4 separate regions of the Mus musculus genome follow, and all the other regions are linked to region 4. Evidence: chromatin contacts called from public HiCAR-type and promoter capture Hi-C data. All regions are on one chromosome and are shown on one strand. The core of a region is the stretch at or near the end of the contact, and the rest is flanking DNA. Distances in the headings are between cores, read along the strand shown. Region 1 has its middle 22 kb from the start of Rbm43. Region 2 holds the start of Rbm43 (RNA binding motif protein 43). Region 3 holds the start of Rif1 (replication timing regulatory factor 1). Region 4 holds the start of Lypd6b (LY6/PLAUR domain containing 6B).

Region 1 (3,036 bases), core at 276-2,775, 2.1 Mb after region 4:
GACTCTCCGCCACAATTGCGGCTGTACCACAGACCCAAAAGCATCGGAACCACGGAACCAACCCCAAAGTTAAGTCCAAAGTGTCAAACACTGCAGGCCAAAGTAAAACTCGTTCCGTTTTCATTTCTATCAGCCCTTCATCCCGGGCACTTGTTACAGACAACCAACGCGGGGACCAAATGGAAGAAGCGGAGGGCGCGAGGAGTTAAGACTTCAAAAGTTCTCCAGGCAGGAAGCAGACTTACAAAAGTGCTCATCTGCAAACACCGGCTTTTCTTCATGAAGAATATTCTGTAGAGAACGACTCAAGCGCAGAGCATGGAGCTACAATATGAGGAGGACTTTTCCCAGGCTGTGAAACCCGATGCTGTCATCCCAGCCTGGTTTTGACCTTGCTTGGTAGAAGGTGGTATCTTTACCCCTTCCAGGACTCCCTGGAATGCATCTTACCCAATCCTACCGCCAGCCCCACCACTGCGGAGGAGTAGAGAAAGCACTTCTTGAGATGCATATGTTCTCTGACTGCAATGACTCTTGCCTCAGAAAGGCCTGTGATGGCCTCACCCATTCCTGTTGAGATCTGGGACTTTGAATTGATGACATTTTATATTTTGGGTTGAGCCTTTCAGAGGCAAGTAGGAGGGGATGAATATATCCTGCGTGAGAAAGGGAAATAAATCTTTGGTGGTCAGAAGTACACTGTGGTAGGTTGAATAATGGTTCAGAAAGAATCCAGCGCTAGTCTTCAAAGGCTGTAAATATGCTACCTTATAAGGCAAAATGACTTTGCAGATGTGAACATGCTGTGAACTCTGTGATAGAGGACTTATCTGGATTATCTGAGGGCACCCAATGTAATCACAAGATTTATAGCATTAAAAGGAAACTTTCACAGCACCCCCCCCTCTCCAAATGCACTCTTTAAGACATCCTGACTTGAAAGGTTTCTGTTAAGAAACAGTATAATAACCATTGATTTCAAAAAACGAAGCTTTTTTTCCCCCACTGAACGTACTTTAAAAGCATTAAAATGCAGCTGAGCGCTCTGAGCTCCTATGATTAATTAAAAGATTGCATCTGGATATAGAGCATGTGTGTGTAAGAACGGGATTTCTCACGCAGAGCCTGTTCCTGGTACCTTCTCAACGCCATCCATCCTGCGTGTAGAAGAAAACTAATCCCAAACTGGACGTCTCTTTCCAGAGGGACTGGAACCTAACGTCCAGGATCAGAAAGGCGTCAGCAGTAGTTTAGCCTGGAGTTTCAGTCCAGGTATCCCAGAGAAACAGAACAGCCAACCCGCCATCTTCCTTCTCTGGACCAGACCGCAGAGGCCATCAAGGTAGGAAGACCCGAGGAACGAAGAGTGGCTTTTTCTTACAGTGCAGAAGGACATAGCACAGTTAAGGTTTTCTTTCTATCCTGAGCAGAAGTCTTGACAATAAACATCTGGAAGCTTGTCCACTATGAATTGCTTGGGTTTCTTCTCCTCTGTTTCCCTGAGGCCACAGTGACATGATACTGTAAGAATTCCCCCCACCCCCTCTTTCATCTGCTTCCTTTCCACTGACAGCTCATAAAGGATGGGCCGCACTGGGAACGAAAGCTTCCCAGTTATTTTCTTAAAATACCAGGGGAGTTTCAGCTCCACAGACCTCGGACTGGATGCCAGAGAGAACATTTTTCCTAAGTCGTGGCAGCTTTGGTGCCTGGGGCTCCACCTGGATTCCCACACGGCCCTTTAAGGCCCGAGCTAATAGCTTACTAAGTCTTAGGAGAAAGATCCAGTAACCAGGTGGAAAAATTAGATAAGAGGCTTTTCCTGCTTGTTGTCTTTTTGCTAATAATGTTTTTTTAAATGCCTGTCATGTATGAGTTTTATACGAAGGTCCAAATTCTTTTTGTTGTACTTAGTCTTGTTTAAGCAAAATTTCACTGACTCTGCTTTATAAATACTAACATGTTGTATAAAAATAAAAAAAAAAAAACTTAAGTATATACCTGATACCCACTTAAGGCATAGGTTCTGGGTCAGAACACAGGTCTATTCAAGTCCCGACCCCACATTCCTAACTACCTTTTGTGTGTATGATGCTGGGGGTGGAACTGTGCGCATGCTAGCCATGCATTATACCATTGACCCACACCCTAGCCTTTCACCCTGTTGGGACCCTTTAAAAGCCTAGATGTGTCAGAAGATTTAAAAGCCAGAGTAATTATTCTCCTATTGGACCTGTGGAAGCTGCAAGTATCCTAGAATTCTCAAGGCCGCCATACCACACCTGCCATAGGTGTGGCCCGTCAGAAATGACCGAGCCATGGAGCTAAGAAGGCCAGAGGGAAACCTCCAGGTATGACTTCTGTTTCAAGAGAGGCTTGGGGGTCCATTTGAGAGGCAGACCCGGGAGCCCCTGCAGACTTTCATCAGACAATGTGGCTATTGTTTACAAGGATACAAGAGAAGAACAAAATGGACTTAAGAGATTTTTGACCTAAGATGACACACTAGATCCATCAGCAAACTCCCACCACCCCCTGCATGCCCTGACTCCCACTCTGCAATTCTGCTGTGGAAAAAGGAGATATCCCAGACTCTCTTGGGTTATGTTTCTGATAGTGAAATACCAGGGAAGTCTGGCATAAATGATGTTCATTTCTGACATCTAGAAAAGAGGCTCAAACTAGAAATTGAAAGTACTGGAGTATGGGGGGGGGGAGTACTATTTTCTTGTACATCTGACTTTGTAAGCTAAGAAAGGCATATCATATGTGTGTGTGTGTGTGTGTGTGTGTGTATAAAACAAAATTTTAAAGTATAAATACACATTGAAATATATATAGTACATTTTCATCTTCCCTTTCTCTCTCGTGTGTGTGTGTGTGTGTGTGTGTGTGTGTGTGTGTGTTTAGCACACACTGCATGTGTGGTGATCAGAGGGTTCTTCCTTCTGCCCTGTGGGTTCCAGGAAGCAACCTCAGATTGTCAAACTCACCCCGTCAGCTGAAACACTTCTCCAGACCTCATCTTTATTTCTC
Region 2 (2,718 bases), core at 194-2,693, 2.1 Mb after region 4:
CAGTCTAGTCCTCAGACACTTAATGCAATTTCCCTTACAAGAGGAACTTTTCAGACTTCCAGCCTGTGTGACTTCCTGGCTTTTATCTCTGCAGCACAGTTCCCTGACAGCCCACGCCAGCCTCCTTGGTAAGTGGCTCATGAACTACAGACCTTCCAGCCATTCATCAATATCAAAGACAAATATCCATTTAAGCTCAGGAGAGCTCCACACCTCATCAGCACTAATGCGTTTCTTAATTCAAGTGTCTACGCACACGTTATCTTTAGAATCACCTTGTTCTGCAAGACCTCACTTCATTCCGTGGTCTCGTCAACGTCCTGCACATCCTTTCTTCACTAACTCACTTAAGTCTGAGGACATGTGGCTACATGCCTTCTCCTGAGACCCGTTATAAGCAGAGAATGACCTGTCTTCCTCTGTGCACAGTGAAGAAGAAAAACAATCCACTCAAAGACTATGAAATACGGGAATTTCAGCAGAGGTGTGGTGCCATTTTACAGTTTCCATGCTCTGCTTTAAGAAGCTCTGGCCTTGATGTCAGAAAGGAAGGAAGGAAGGAGAAAAAGAGGGAGAGAGAGGGAGACAGACAGACAGACTGACAGTGGTGTAAAGTAACACTTTCTTCTTAAGTGTGGCACTAAGAAGAAATATTTCATTTGCTGTTTTGTTTTCTATTTGTTTTCTCAATAGTTTATTTTCATGCACTATACCTTGACTCTCACCAAGTAAAACACACACACACACACACACACACACACACACACACACACACACACACACACACACACACAAAATCAGGTAAAATATATATAGAAACTCACGCACTCACTGTAACAGCTCCAAAACACAGTCATCTAGGCAAAACCCCGGGTCCCTGGTCAAAGGCCTAGCTCTGACGGAGAGAGGGACAGCAAGCCAGTGCCTTCAGCTCAGACACTTCTTACTGGCTCCTTCCAGTAGTTAGCCTCCATTTCTGGGTCACTGTCCTCGCCCCCACTCCTAACCGCAGTCCCGCCCAAACCACCTTCCGGACAAAACCCGTGAGTCCCTGCCTATTGAGCAGGGGCGGGTGAGAAAAGAGGCCGTATCCCCACGCGTGGGAGCCAGACCTGCTGCGCCCGTGACGGCCACTTCGGGGCGCGCGACCGCGCAGGACACGTGCTCCGGGACCCTCGGCGCGCCTTCCTGCACTGCAACCCGGGGAAAAGCGACTTGCCAGGCCTCGGAGATGTTCGAGCAGCGGGAGCGCTAAACTGGAGGTGAACGGGTTCCGCTTTCGCTTTCCAGTTCCGTTTCCTTGGAGACTCAGTTTGGAAGGGCGGAGCCCGGCTGGGTCGGTCCCTTGGCGCCTTTGAGGTACCTGTGCAAGATGCCCCAGGGGCATCTGGGCTTCTCTCCAAACTCATTCCTAGGCTTTGCCCCGTCTCTCCAGCGCATTCTCAAACCCGATCCCCGACACTTCCTTCCCGCCAGCAGGGTCCGCCCAGGCTCATCACCGGTGGAACGCAGAGCACATGAAGAAGGTACCCTGCTGCCCACAAAACTCAATCACTTGGCCGAATGGCCCTGGAGCCTGGGACACAAGAAATCTAGCCCAGTAAAATCAAAGAAATATAAAGGCAAAAGCAGAGCACGAACTCCCTTGTAAAGAAATAGAAACTGAAATTGGGAGATACCAATTTTCAACCGGTGTGCTCAAATTAGCAGATCCCACAAACCAGTTTAGATGCAAACATTTCTAAAGATTTGGACATCTCTCAGGGACTCAGAATACAGCTCCCCACATAAGCACTTTAGCTTGCCCTATTCCTGAAGCCAAGTCCCTCTGACCCCTTCCTGACTCTCTCCTGCATTTTTGTTGACCCTAAGCCAGTCACAGAAAACAGGATTCTTCTTCCCCAACGTTGGGTCATATAAAATAGACACCTCTCGTCCCAAACAAGCTATGAAACATACTCCCCTCTCTCTGAGGGAAGTCCCATTCCCGCATTAAGGAATGCTGCACAGAGCAAAGATGAATCCAGACAGGCTGGGATGGCTAATCTTGACTGTCAACTTGATTAATTTGGGAAGAGGACCTTCAACTGAGAAACTACCTCTGTACTGTAGGCATGTCTGTGGCATTTTCTGTCCTTTTTTCATTTTTTGGTTTTTCGAGATAGGATTTCTCTGTGTAACTCTGGCTGTCCTGGAACTTGCTCTGTATACCAGGTTAGCCTCGAACACAGGGATATCTGCCTGCCTTGGCTAGAATTAAAGGGGTGTACTGCCGCTATTGGAGTGTGGCATTTTCTTGATTGCTAATTTATGCAGAAGAGGTGAGCCTCCTGTGGGCGGTACCATCCTTAGGCAGGTGAAAGTGAGCAGACAGGAAGTGGTCAGCAGCAGTTCCGCCAGGCTCCTGCTTCAGGTTCCTGGCTTGCGCTGCTGTAACCTATAAACCAAAATAGACCTTGACCTTCCCAGGGTGCTTTGGGTCATGGAGTTTATCCAGCAATAGAGAGCAAACCAGAACAAGAAAGCGAACTTCTGTCCAGTCACAGTTCCCAAAGCTGTCCAATCTTTATCTACCTTGAGCATAAAAACTGTATTTTTCGGGCCTCTGGCTGTTTCTCTCGGATGACCTCTGTGTCACATTCAATGGTGATAAGCTATTAATAAAATTAGTATGCTGTTCTGATGCTCTTCTTCTTTTCAGTAGGATTGGTAGCCGTG
Region 3 (3,084 bases), core at 420-2,919, 2.3 Mb after region 4:
GTCTGTGTGGGTAAGGGAATTTGTTTTGATTCTAATCTTTCACCCTTTTCTATGAGATAGAAAACACCAAAGAGCAGAGAACTCATTAGCCTAGTAAAATTGCATGTGGAGCTCAACGATTTTACAAAAGCAACACTTGTTGCTCCCAGTACCTTGGACCAACCAGCAGAAACTTAAGTCATTTTAGGAGATCTAGAGCTGGGTGTGGTGGTGCACACCTTTAATCCCCAGACGCGGGAGGTTGGAGGATCTCTGTGTTTGAGCACCCGGGGTCAGGAGAATTTAAATCTCAATGGAAGGAATGTGGGTGGTGGTGGGGTAAAGGACGGAAAGATTCCACGGATTTCCCCACTCCCACTGAATGAAGCTGAAGGCTTGTCAATATTTGCTTTGACTTTTGTGACGGGCCTGCTTTGTAAGTCAGTGAGAGCTGGAACCGGAGCTGTCTTCTACCTCAGCCTTCTGAGTGCCGGGAAACAGGTGTGTACTACCGGGCTTAACTGACCCATAATTCTTGAAAAGGGGGATTTAAAATATGGGCTTCTCACAGGGAAAAGTTAGGTGCTGGTGGGTTGTTGAGAACAAGCGGCAGACTGGAGGTTGGAACCTAGGGCTTCAGTGTGCCAGGCAAATTCGCTAGTAGAGCCTGGCTCTGGGTGGCCCTATTATTCTTTGTTGTTATTTTTACTTTTTTTTTTTTTTTTTTTTTTTAAAGACAGGGTTTCATTATGTAGCTCTGATTGTCCTGGAACTCTTTTATCTGTCTGCCTAGCCAGTTTAAGTGTTGGGAGTAAAGGCGTGGGCCACTAGGTCCTGCTTCCCTGACCTTCTGTGCTTAAAGTTGAAACAATCTTGCGGGTTGTGGAGAGTGCTGAGAGGCACGTGAAACGATTTCAATGATTACCACGTTGTTTAAGGGTTTACTGTCGTTTCTGCCGCACCTGTGTATCCCAGGGCCACCGTCACCCCTCTACACCTGGGGTCCAATGGAAGTAAACCAATTCTAGGCAGTTGCCTCTGAGGAATCTCAAGGCTGAAGGGCGGTATTTTGAAATCTGCAAATCAATACCGCCCATTTCCAGGCCTTTGTTATGCACGCCATGGGTCTCCTTTAGCAACACTCCCCCCCTCCCCCCCGCTAAGAAATGTGCTGCCACTAGTCCCCACTCTCAGAAGCTGAGATGAAGTCAATTTCCTAAGGTCACAGACCAAAGCTTGAATGCGTGGCTTTTGAGGCACCTCCGACTTACTCATTGGGCTGGGGCTTAGAGGCAGAGAGCTAGGTTTAGCAAGTGGACCTCTAGAAAACAAAAACCCAACAACAGCAGCAGCAGCAAACAACAACAAAACAAGCCCAACAGCCTGCCATTCACTCTCAATCAAATGGTTTTGTGGGCTCCTTTGGGAAGCACTGGAGTTTTGCAAACTTGGTCGGCTGAGCAAGTAGCTGGAGTCAGGTGGAGTGGGGCACTAATTTACATCACCCATCTCTAGCCCCGGGCTGGAGGCGATACACACCCCCCGAGGTGCTCCGGGGGCGGGGGCGGGGGCGGGGGCGGGCAGCAGGCCATCGAGCAGCCCGGCGCGCCACCGCCCGTTGGATTGGCTCGAGCCTCTCCCGCCAGGCCTGCCCGGCTCCCGCGCGCCGCTGGGCCCGCCCCCCGCCGCCATCTTGGTCGTGGAGGAGCGGGCTGCACGCGTGAGTAAATAAGCGCGAGCCGGGAGCGGACGGCGGGCCCCGGGGCGGCGAGCTGCGGAGCGGACTTCCCGCGTGGGGGGTGAGGAGCGGGAGGCTCGGCTCGGCCCGGCCGGCGCCGCCTCTGCCCCCTCGCGGCCGTGCTGCCTGGGAAGCGGCGGCGGGAGCCGGGCAGGCGGGAGGCCGGCCTGCGAGCGCGCGGCCCGGCGTGCAGGTGAGGGCGCCGCGCGGGCCGTGCCACCGGTTACTGGGTGTCTTCCGGCCTCGCTGCAGGGTGGCGGCCGACATGACGGCCCCAGGTCGCAGCCCCCTGGAGCCGCTTCTGGAGACTTGGGAAGACCCCTCGGTGCCTCCGGGAGAGCAGACGGACGCCTACCTAACTCTGACCAGGTGAGGCGGGCCGGGGGGACGAGCCCGGGGCGGGAGCCGGGGCAGCCGTGGGGACCCGGCGGACGCGGGTAGTTCGGGGTGCACCGGGCCATTGCCTGCCGAGTGACGTTGCGGGGCGCAGCGGCGGCGTCCGAGGGCTTCTTCGGGGACGAGCGGTTCTGTATTTTTTTGTCTGGCCCGCAGACGGGAAAGCCTTTAAAGAAAAGTTTGGAGTCGAGAGGCGTTTGGAGAGCAGGGCTTTGCCCTGCGAACCTCGGACGCCGTGGGAAAGTTGGCGATCCGGAGTTAGTGGGTTTAGTTAGGGTCTTTGGCTCAGGCTCGCTCCAGTGCTCATCCCCCGACCCCGGCCTCGAACTTGTGGTTCTGCCGGAGTGGTTGAGATTACAGGTGCGCGAGTCAGCAAACCGGCCCCAGAATTGGCTTAAAAAAAAAAAAAAAAAAAGCAGAGCCAGGAACCCCGTTTTGACTTATTTGAAAGGCTTTAGAAAAATTTCTGAATTTTGTTAAACTTTCGTATTTTCTGAGTTAGAAAACATGATTAGGGAAAGGGATTCCCACTTTCTTTTCTCATGTAAAAATTACAAAAAAAGAAAAGAAAAAATACGTTTTCGAGGCCAAAAAGCTTTGAGGCAAGTTACCGCTTATATGTGGTCTAACTTAAAACATTTTTTCTCTATACCTTTAAACTTTTTAAAGAAAGAGGTTAATTCCAAGGGCTTGAAAGTCGTCTTTAAAAACTTAAAACAAAAAGCCAGTTACGAGTTAGAGTGCCTGCGGCTCCAGGTGTTGGATGGCTCTGGAACTGGAGTTACAGGTGGTTGTGAGCCACGATAGGGGTGCTGGGATTGAACACCAGTCTTCTGCCAGAGCCTCTCTGTGTTCTTACCCTGGATCATCTCTCCAGCCCTGAAAGTAATCCTTAAAGTGATGGCAATAACTTTTTGTTTGTTTGTTTATGCTTTCGACTAAGCTTATGTTCTATTTCCTTTAAAGTCGTA
Region 4 (2,990 bases), core at 441-2,940:
ACCTGGGACAGCAGCCTCCATACCTGCCATGGGGGAGTCGCGGCTGTGGTTAGGCACACCCAGGTGTGGCATCCTCTGTAACTCTTTTCCAGGATGGACTGTCTAGTGTGATCAGTCCTGCCAAGGAGCACCAGATCTGAAACACTTCCTTATGTCTGATCCACTGATGAAAGAGGGGCCCAGGCCTTGACTGTGTTGGGCCTGTGGTCAGGGGGAGGGATGGAGGAGTTCACTTGTCCCTGATATCACCTTGGCAGAGAGCCTTCAGCCTTTGCCTTGCAGGTTTAGTAGGCAGTCATGGCAGGGCCCTGAAGGTGTTATTGGAATGACGGGCTCTGTAGGTCTTGGAAGATGAGCATTGTTTTCTGTAGCAGATTTGGGTTGGTTTTCTCTGTGAGTCCATAAATGGAACCAGTGGGGAACTAGCTACACCACAATACCCCTTGCATATGTGCTAAGATCATCTGTCTGTTAAGTGGAAAACTTTTTAAATTCTCCTCTTTTAGAGTCTGTGGCTTGGGTGTCCCTTGACCTGCAAAGCCCATGATTAGAAGTCTCTAGAGTAGTCACCCTGTGCCTAGTCTCTATGGGAGATCTGCATCCCGCTAAGCACCTCAAGCCTCCAGGCCACCATGCTCTCTTTGGAGACAGGCCTGGGCCTCAGAGTCAACTTTGCCGCACCCTGGGTCAGTTGTCCTAACTCTGGGTTGGTTCCCACTGGTGCAAGCCTGACAGACAAGCCATCCTATTCTGTGAATTTCTCTCTGAGTGACCTCTTTCTAAGTTAGAGATCTGCCTGACCATTTACACGGGGCGTTCTGAGAGTGTGGGTCTACAATCCAGCTGTCTCCTTGGAAGTGTTTGGAAGAAAAGTGATAAAAAGAGTGACTTGAGCCGCGGTGGTGGCGCACGCCTTTAATTCCAGCACTTGGGAAGTAGAGTCTGATGGATTTCTGAGTTCGAGGCCAGCCTGGTCTACAAAGTGAGTTCCAGGACAGCCAGGGCTACACAGAGAAACCCTGTCTGGGGTGGGGTGGGGGGTGGGGGGTGGGGAGAGTGACTTGAAATCTAGGAAGCTTGCTTTCAAGTGACAACACAGAGTAACACTAGAGCCAGTTTGACCTGGGGACCATACTTTGGCATTCTTTTGCTATTCACAGAGCCCTGAGCTGCCCTGCCTTTGTACAAGGCTTTCGGGATTTATCTGCAGTGGAACTAGGTTGGATTTACAATCCAAAGTTGCGGAGGACATAGCAATGGGAAATTATCTTACTAAAATAAGGAAAGTCATCGCTTGAGGGGTAGGTGAAGCAAGGAAGGGGTACGACGGAACGGTCTAAAAGGCCGAGTTCTGTTTCTCAAGTCAGTAGCACTCTTTGCCTCATCGTTTTCACCCCAGAGTGACTCCACCTCACTCTGTGAGGGCTGCGGTGTCCCTCTAGCTGCTCCGCGCGGGGTCCGCGCTCTTTTCCCAGCCGGCCAGGCTAGGTGGGAACAGCTCCTCTTTGCACGGGTGCATTAAACGACCTACTCGCGTTCACTGGGCTTGGTGCCACCGGGCGCAGGACCCAGGCGGCGTCCCCAAGCGGGCACCCGGGCGGCTCCCCGGCGTGCGGCGCTCACCTGTCGGCCCGCCTCTCCGGGACGACCCAGGTGGCTCGGGGCGGGGAGGATCCGCGCCCCGCCCCGCGCGGCCACAGCCATCGCCAGCCCGGAGCGGGTGTCTGGAGCCCAGGCCGGGAGCCGAGCGAGGCGCCGGGAGCCGGCCGGCGTCCGCGCAGGTGAGCCGGGCGAGCTCTGCGGGGCGGCCGCGTGCAGATCCCGCAGAGCAGGGGCTGGGAGGGGCGCGCGGCTGCGGCGAGCACTGCGAAACGCCCCGCGGAGCATGGGGACTCTCCGAACCGCAGGGGAGCGCAGCTGCCCACATCTGGATGGGGGACCGAGCGGGCGCCTCGGGGAGCTGCGTGGTCTCCCGGTGACTCCGGGGCTGGAGGCCACGGCTAAGGCTGGGGCCCCACCGCACCGCCAAGTGCGAGCCAGCTCCCGCCCTTCCCTCTGCGGCGCTTGAGCTCAGCCCGCGGGGGCCGCCAGTCTCCCCTTCCTGGCTTTTGACTTTGTTGTTAAATCACTAACCAGCACATTGGTTAGTTTAGTTACGTAGGCTTCGGTGAAGCGGGGTCGGCTGGGTACTCTAGGGGGGCATACGTAGTAAGTCCGCGCTGGTCTGTGTGCCCGAGGGTGTTGTGGGGTGAAAGGTGCTGCTCTCCTCCCCGTGTCTGGTGCCTGGTCATCAGAGTGATGGAGTGGGAAGAGTGGTCCATTATGGTGTTTAAATTACTAGCTCTGTGACCTTGAGCAAGCTCCTTAACTTCTCTGAGCCTGTTACCTAAAAGATAATATAGGTGTTATAATCATCAGATGCCCTTAAATTATTTGATGCCCATGAGGTACCTAGCACGATGCTTGAGGGTTTTTCCTCCCGGTGTAGTCCCTAGGTGTTAAAGTATTCTCTCCAGAGGTCCCGGGCATCGGAATAGAAGACATCGGGGAGGGAGTGAGGTGTGTGTGTGTGTGTGTGTGTGTGTGTGGGAGTGGTAGTGTCTGTGTGTCTGGGAGGGTCGTGGCAGCCTTCTGACAAGCTGACTATAGTAGCAAGGGGGGGGGGGTGTGGATTTGGCGGGGCTGTTCCCAGCTGCTAAGCTCAAGACTGGTCAGTGCAGTATCCTCCTTCTAGCAGGGGGCAATTAGCCTGCTTCTGCCATTGTGAACTGTTAGAATTCTTTTCTTAGGGTTTAGGGTTTGGTGACTTGAAAGTTGTCTTATGCAACGTAGGAATTGGCTGAGTCCTCCAAAGGAAAAGTCTGAGGGTTGCAGTTTCCAGTGTAGCTAGATCTTATCACTCCTATGAGCTCTCAGGACAAGTTCTCTCCTCAGGGGCACTTTCCCCACTAGGTTGACATATTCTTTTGTATGCAATGGTCATTAGAGCA

What was found. Promoter capture Hi-C pulls out the DNA fragments that hold promoters and counts their contacts. HiCAR-type assays count read pairs that join an accessible place to other places.
Region 1: a contact with region 4 is called in a promoter capture Hi-C map of pre-B cells, with 9 times the contacts expected there. The contact joins the enhancer-like site here to the promoter of Lypd6b in region 4. A contact is called at or near these places in 12 of 39 promoter capture datasets (the 3T3-L1 cell line, 3T3-L1-derived adipocytes, the C10 cell line and 8 more), 1 of 484 Hi-C or Micro-C datasets (neural progenitor cells) and 1 of 9 other capture datasets (liver).
Region 2: a contact with region 4 is called in a HiCAR-type map of astrocytes, with 6 times the contacts expected there. The contact joins the promoter of Rbm43 here to the promoter of Lypd6b in region 4. A contact is called at or near these places in 10 of 39 promoter capture datasets (the 3T3-L1 cell line, 3T3-L1-derived adipocytes, cranial neural crest and 5 more), 1 of 484 Hi-C or Micro-C datasets (embryonic fibroblasts) and 1 of 115 datasets of contacts at active chromatin or transcription factors (astrocytes).
Region 3: a contact with region 4 is called in a promoter capture Hi-C map of pre-B cells, with 4 times the contacts expected there. The contact joins the promoter of Rif1 here to the promoter of Lypd6b in region 4. A contact is called at or near these places in 5 of 39 promoter capture datasets (the 3T3-L1 cell line, cranial neural crest, hippocampal neurons and 2 more) and 1 of 9 other capture datasets (liver).

Annotation. Positions count from the first base shown.
Region 1 is chr2:51,911,351-51,914,386 of GRCm38.p6, forward strand. No RefSeq gene overlaps it. Among named protein-coding and RNA genes, the nearest start is that of Rbm43, 22 kb to the right of the region's middle. Within about 2 kb of position 1,526, at least 29 of the 459 cell types and tissues checked have an H3K27ac peak or open chromatin away from gene starts, as enhancers often do.
Region 2 is chr2:51,933,720-51,936,437 of GRCm38.p6, forward strand. It overlaps Rbm43 (RNA binding motif protein 43), which reads right to left and starts at 1,444. Exons shown (of 5, transcript NM_001141981.2): 1 at 1,113-1,444.
Region 3 is chr2:52,071,168-52,074,251 of GRCm38.p6, forward strand. Rif1 (replication timing regulatory factor 1) reads left to right here and starts at 1,670. Exons shown (of 36, transcript NM_001355415.1): 1 at 1,670-1,699; 2 at 1,970-2,086; 3 at 3,080-3,084. The coding sequence starts at 1,983.
Region 4 is chr2:49,785,993-49,788,982 of GRCm38.p6, forward strand. It overlaps Lypd6b (LY6/PLAUR domain containing 6B), which reads left to right and starts at 1,691. Exons shown (of 7, transcript NM_001379382.1): 1 at 1,691-1,781.